Linked DNA regions of Cricetulus griseus: region 1 is linked to region 2. A link is a contact called in public Hi-C data. All regions are on one chromosome and are shown on one strand. The core of a region is the stretch at or near the end of the contact, and the rest is flanking DNA. Distances in the headings are between cores, read along the strand shown. Region 1 has its middle 34 kb from the start of Nox4. Region 2 holds the start of Nox4 (NADPH oxidase 4).

The links. A called contact is a pair of places that touch in the nucleus more often than the background predicts.
Region 1: a Hi-C map of fibroblasts shows a contact between it and region 2, with 1.7 times the contacts expected there. The contact joins the enhancer-like site here to the promoter of Nox4 in region 2. A contact is called at or near these places in 2 of 8 Hi-C or Micro-C datasets (the CHO-K1 cell line and fibroblasts).

What each region holds. Positions count from the first base shown.
Region 1 is chr3:111,648,995-111,652,456 of CriGri-PICRH-1.0, reverse strand. No RefSeq gene overlaps it. Among named protein-coding and RNA genes, the nearest start is that of Nox4, 34 kb to the right of the region's middle. Within about 2 kb of position 1,971, at least 2 of the 6 cell types and tissues checked have open chromatin away from gene starts, as enhancers often do. A contact at or near this core is called in the CHO-K1 cell line and fibroblasts, where this site is marked.
Region 2 is chr3:111,614,644-111,618,320 of CriGri-PICRH-1.0, reverse strand. It overlaps Nox4 (NADPH oxidase 4), which reads left to right and starts at 1,365. Exons shown (of 18, transcript XM_027407585.2): 1 at 1,365-1,408. The coding sequence starts at 1,373.

The sequences.
Region 1 (3,462 bases), core at 722-3,221, 34 kb before region 2:
GTATGACTACTGTGTGTCTTGCCTTAACAAGATATCTGCTCTAAAGTGTAGCTAATGAATGTCTCACCTTGACAACAGGATATTTGATTTAGGGTATGGTTAGTTGATGTTTTGGATAGTAAGAAGGTAATTATTCTTGCTTGTTCTTTGTATTTTGATAAGGAAGTCTTTTCCTCCCCCTTCTTTTTATTAGGTTATTTAAGAGTTTTGAATAATAAGCAAGGGTGATCCTAGTACTCACTAGATGCCCTCCAGACTCTATCTCTTCTTTCTTGTCTATTTTTTCCCTCAGTCTACATTCCCCTTCTCAGGTATGGACTGGACAAGTTGGCTGCTTCCAAGAGATAGCCTCTCAACATGGGTTACTACAAGATTCCAGTTGCATACTCATGTGATTAGGTTAGTAAAGCAGGGAGTGTGGAGTGGGAGTACTTGGAAACTCTCTGGTTGCTTCTTATAAGGGCACTAACTCCATAAAGAGGATCTCATTATCATCAAGACTTCATATAAACTTGATTGTGGCAAAAAGATCTTATCTGGTAGCAACATCATATGGGAAATAAGATTTTAGTGATTGAATTAAAAGGAGGACACATTCAGTCTATATTACCGGGCTTCCAGACAGCAGGATCACAGAGAAGTTACCCCTGCTGTGTTTTTTACTTAACTTCTCATTCAAGAGACTGTGAAATAAAAATAAAACAAAACAAAAATCAGGTAGTTGTTATAAGCCTATAATCATTGAGATTTAGAGCATAATTTCACAATAACATATAAATTAATTTAAAAGACAGTATATGGCAGCATCTTCCAAACACTCTGTGAAACAACATTTTTCATTTAAAGTAAATGAGTTCTCCAAATTAATATAAATACATTTTAATTGTGGATTTTCATAGGCTTGTAGAAGTGGAGCATGAACTGTAAACATAAAGACTCAATTTTCAGAAGCAAAATTTCACAAAAAGCTTTTTGTCCATATCATTAGATGCTTTACATAAGTAAACATTATAGTAACCCAAACAGTGGTTTGAAGTTTGCATGAAGACTTTCAGTAATTTGATTGTGGCATGGGGGGGGGTGTTTGATGGGGGATGTGCTTGTACAAATAAAGCCTGTCTGAAGTTCAGAGAATGGAGCTTGTTACTAGCTAACCATAAACGTCTGGAGGTCCATTCTCTGACCTTCAGACAGGCTTAATTTGTACAAGAAAGATATTACCACAGTTTGTGGGGAGGAAAAATTAAAATCATAATGCAGAGATTTTTTTCTTGGCATTAAGGTAAGATTAAACAACATAGAGCTAGATAGAAGTTACTCTGCATGCAACTGGAGAAGAAAAGCAATCATCAACATTTCCCATGTACAAATCTTTTGACATATAGCAGTGACCTGCCTGTAAAATATATTGGTATAACAGTGGCACAAATGTTATGGACATAACCAACCACCAACCACTTTGTGATTCCATGAGATGGAACCTACACCTGACACTGTTAAAGTGGATAAGAACCTGAGACCAGATAAGTCATGGGCCTAGGAGAAATATTTATACTATTATTTTGGTAAAGGAACATACCAATAAAATTACTCCTAATGGCATACCCTTAGATCAATGCCTCCCTCAGCCCTCATCAGAGAAGTTTTGTTTTATTTTGTTTTTTTCTTTTTTTTTTTGGTGGGAGGGGGGATGGAGCCATAGATTAGAAATAACATAGAGACCCACAGTGGACAATATTTGAAGAGTGACAGTCTTCAGAGCACTCAGTCCTAAATGGGATCTTTTCATCAAAGTCCTCCCCCAAAGGCTCAGGGATCTAGGTAAAAGAGGAGGCAGAAAGATTGTGAAAGTCATGATAGATGACTCAAAGGAAATAGTATCTTCCAAACACAACATGATTCATGCTCATATGAGCTCACTCAGTCCTAAATGGAATGTTTTCACCAAGGTCCTTCCCTCAAGGCTCAGTGACATAGGTGGAAAAGGAAGCAGAAATATAGTAGGAACCAGATGTGATGGGCCGCTCTAGGGAAATGGTATATTATGAACACAGCAGGATTGATGCTCACATGAGCTCATAAAGATTAAAACAGGACTCACAAGGCCTGCACAGGCTCAAGTCAGATATTCCAGCATTGAGAGGGAGGGTGGACATAGGCTCCCTTTCCTGATCAAGAAGCTATATGCAATTTATACCGATGGCAAAAAAAATCAATTTCCTACAATGGAGTCTCAGTAAATACATTACATACTTCAGGGAAAACCACTTGCCCAGTAGTAGCTGAACAACACAAATGAACTCAATGGTGTTTTGTAAATTCTCTGTCTCATTTTGTTTTGTTTGAACATTTTTTTGTCTTATTGGTTTTTTGGCTGTTTATTGTGTTTGTGGGGTTTTACTTTTATTTTTTGAACTGTATGGATGTCTCTTGCTTTTGTGGAGTTTTGTTGTTTGTTTTGTTTTTGATAGTTTGATTTAAAGAGAGAGAAATAAATGTCATGTGGTTAGAGAAGTGAGGATGATCTATGAGGATTTGAAGGAGGGAAACATAATGTATTAAAATGTTTTCAATAAAAATAAAATAAGGCAACTGTATTGGGTAATTTTATGTCAGACTGAAACAAGCTACAGTCATCAGAGGAGTCTCAGTTGAGAACATGCATCTATAAGATGCAGGAGTATGGACGTTTATAAATTTGTGATTTTAAACCATTGTAGGTGGTGTTATCCCTGGGCTTCTGGCCTTGGGTTCTATAATAAACCATACTGAGCAAATCATGAGGAGCAAGCCAGTCAGCAGCACTCCACCTTAGTCTCTGGATCAGCTCCTGCCTCCATTTTCCTGATATGTTTCAGTTTCTGTCTGATTCTGTTTATGATGAATTGTGATGTGGAAATTAAGAATGTAAGCTGAATAAACTCTTTTTTGCCCAAGTGGCTTTTGTCATGGTATTTCATCACAGCAATCAAACCCTAAAACAGTGTCTCAAAAAAAAAAAAAGATTAACCAACATGGAAATGAAATTATGAACTCTCAACAAAGCCAATGCATGTGTTAAAAACTTCCATGAGCACCACAGGGAGCAAATAAATGAGGCAGATTTGGTAAGATATTCTGCAAGTATCGGGAAACTAAGAGTGGGTTGTTTTCTCATTTATGATTTTTAAGCTGGAAGGCAGGTTGAGTTAATGCCAAATTACATGGTAAACTTATAAATAAAACCAGCAGAGGAGCTGAAGCAATAGATAAAAGCATGCCAAAGCAGTGCCCCAGCTAGTATCTGGTTTAAAATAGGATGAGAAAATAAAACAGATGTTCTGAAAGTACGTAAGTATTTTTTAAGGAATCAAGCATAGGAGGATGATTTTAGTAGAGATTTGAATCAGAGACAGTGATACAAACCATATATGCAACCAGTTTCTTGATGTCATATGTGTTCAGATATCTGAAGACAGTGTT
Region 2 (3,677 bases), core at 116-2,615:
GTAAAAGGATACTAGATCATCTTATCTTCTTAGCATTTCAAAGTTGTCCAAGTGTGCAACCAGAAATGTGGAATTAGGTGCTATGAATATTTTTTGGCTTTTGGAAATTTTCTGTTTGGAACATTAAAAAATAGAGTTCCACAAGCATTTGGGAATTATCCAGTCAATGGATGTGCTTAGGAGAAACAATACACCAAACAGGACAAATATACCACAAACAATAGACACCATTGTCTTCTGAGAATATGCACTATATTGGCAACATGAATGCCAACTGGCACATCTCTACACATCTGGAATGACTGTGAAGACTGCAAATCATAGTCATACTTGTGGTCTAAAGCAACAGCTTGTTCAGTAATGATGAGATGATGTAGAGAGAGAAGCAGGAATATTTGCCTCTGGGAATCTACTACATAGTGTTATGGCATCATGGATCATTGGTTATTTACTCACGTTCCTCAGTATACTCATGTGCAAACTGAAGATGGAGAAGGTTCCCCCAATTGTATGGAAGATACTTGGGGATGAAATGATAAAGGATCAGAAGTGTATTGTGAAATAACTGAAAGAAAAACAAATTTTAGTTTCTACTGAAGTTGAAGATGGTTAACATTTTGTAGATGGTATGTGTGTTGTTAGATTTGAAAAGTTTCTCTAATTGTGGAATGTTTCAGTTAGTCTGTGCTGGCAGTAATTCATTTTCTTATTTTGTAACAAGTCAATGGGTGCATTATTGTGGCACAAATGTGTATGCATTTTATAGACATAAATTGATGTTTAGTTCTTTTTTGCAACATTTTTTATTAGTTCAAAATAGGAACAAGCTTGCTTCACATGCCAACCCCTTCTCCCTCACCTTCCCTTCCTCCAGCCCTCGTCCCCAAACCTCCACCTGTCCCCCTCCCCATCCACCCTCACTCCCTAGGCAGGGTAGGGCCCTTGAAGGTAGCTGATGTTTAGTTCTTAATTATACATTGAAGCAATAATCTTTTTGTTAATTTTATTGGTCTATGAATTCCAAAAGTTTGCACAAGTCTTTGGTAAAAGGCAATTCCAACAAAAATGTGTTATTACTCAATTTTAGTCAAGACGTTTTGATTGAATTTTTTCCCCTGGAATTCTTAACTTGCCTTCACATTGTAAGACTTGTTTTTCAGCACAGCATCCGGTCCTCTAGGGCATGAGAGCCTCTCCAAAGTCTCTGTTCCTTCAGGAGCTGCCATAGCCATGTGAGTGCACAGGAGACATTCCCCAGAGACTGAGTCACATGGTGGTCTGCATTTGTTTTGTATAGAAATGACAGTGAGTCACTGTCTGGAACTCACCCCACTCTTCAAAAGCCTCCAGGCTACTTTTCTCTTGCTCTTTGATGGGTATCTTCCTTGCCAAGGGCCTTAGGGATAAGGTAAGGTTTCCTACTTTTTTATCCTGTTAGTTGCTCAAAGGTTGTGGATTTTCTATCAGTTGCACAGCACCTGGGAAGGGCTTTTCCTTGTTTCTCCCTTTTTGTTTCTTGGAAAAACACACATCGTCTTCCTTTTGAGTTTTAATACTACTGTGCCTTGGCAATCAGGCATTTGCTAACAAAGGGAGTAAACTTGAGAATTTTTTCTGCTCTGTCAATCATACTTCTAATATGTAATTTGTGGGTTCCTAAAAGAAATGCTATTTAGAAGTGCGACATTTTTATCCCTTAAAGTGGATTTCTTCAAAAGTCGAAAATAAGGCTGACATCTTCAGTCCAAAAAGAGAAAAAAAAAAGGAAAAAGAAAATTAACAGCAATTAATTTAAGTGCAATAATAGCAGAGTGATTAATAGCTGCCACTAAAAGAACTGGTATCTATTCTCAGGCCCCTTAAAAGTTATTTTATATAGAAAAATGCTTTTGCAGTTATGATTAAAGATCTTGATATGAGAAAATTATATACTTGAGTTCTTGTTACAATTACAATGTGTCTTTAGAGGACAGAGTAATGGCAGTTGAAAGAAAGGAGAATAGTATGACCACGGCAGCATAGTCAAGGACCAGGCATGCACAAGTCAAAGATTACTGTTAGCTACTAGAAGCTGGAGTGACAAGGAACAGATCTTCTACCAACACCTCAGTCAATAGTCCTGTCAACATCTTGGTCTTAACTCGGTAGCAATGACTTCAGATCTCTGAACTTCAGAAGTGTTAGGGAACAAAAATATTTTGATGGTTTGAAATGGAGAATTCTGCAGTAATTTGTAACAGCAACAGCAGGAAACGAATGCAAATGTCCACTGTCACAGATGCCTCATTTAACTTGTGGGAAAGATGATAGCCACATGGAGGTATATTTTTCTTTTTTTTAAATAATTTTTTATATTTGAATTAGAAACAAGATTGATTTACATGATGATCTCAGTTCCCTTCTCCCTCCTGTCCTCCCCTACCACCCCCCAACTAAAACCCTACCTATCACATAGCCTTTCTTTTATTCTTCACCTGACTCAATCTTTCTGCTCCCTCATGACCTCTGCATCCTTCCTCTTCTTCCCTTCTCATTCTTGTAGCTCCCTCCCCCCTCTTCCCATGCTCTCAATTTGCTCAGGGGATCTTGACCCTTTCTCCTTCTCCAAGGGACAATGTTTATCTCTTGTAGGGTCCTCCTAGTTTACTAGTTTCTCTGGCAGTGTGGATTGTAGGCTGGTAATCCTTTACTCTATGTCTAAAATCCACATATGAGTGAGTACATATCATGTTTGTAATTTTGTGATTGGGTTACTTCTCTCAGAATGGTTTCTTCTAGTTCCATCCATTTTCCTGCAAATTTCAAGATTCCATTGTTTTTGTTTTCGCTGAGCAGTACTCCATTGTGTAAATGTACCACATTTTCTCTATCCATTCTTCTGTTGAGGGGCATCTAGGCTGCTTCCAGTTTCTGGCTATTACAAATAGTGCTGCTATTAACATCGTCTTTGTTGTATGAATGTGCTTGTTTTGGGTATATGCCTAGGAGTGGAATTGCTGGATCTTGTGGTAGACTGATTCCATTTTCTTGAGGAGTTGCCATACTGATTTCCAAAGTGGCTGTACAAGTTGGCACTCCCACCAGCAGTGGAGGAGTGTTCCCCTTTCTCCACATCCTCTCCAGCATAAACTGTCATTGGTGTTTTTTTTTAGCCATTCTACAGGAGTAAGATGGTATCTCAGAGTTGTTTTGATTTGCATTTCCCTGATGGCTAAGGATGTTGAACACTTTGTTATGTGTCTTTCAGCCATTTTAGATTCCTCTATTGAGAATTGTCTATTTAGTTTTGTACCTCACTTTTTAATTGGATGTTTTGGTGTTTTGGAAACTAGCTTCTTGAGTTTTTATATATTTTGGAGATCAGCCCTCTGTCAGATGTGGGGTTGGTGAATATCTTTTCCCAGTCTGTGGGCTGTCGTTTTGTCTTGCTGACTGTATCCTTTGCCTTACAGAAGCTTCTCAGTTTCAGGAGGTTCCATTTATCAATTGTTGATCTCATTGTCTGTGCTACTGGTATAATGTTCAGGAATCGGTCTCCTGTGGAGGTATATTTTTCTATTCACCCTTATGTGGTTGTTGATTATCAAGATGAGCAAAAACGTTCTTACTTTACTAGGAAGTTACACTTGATAAAATGGAGTTTAAGAAAAACATAGGGTGAAAGATGGTACGAATAT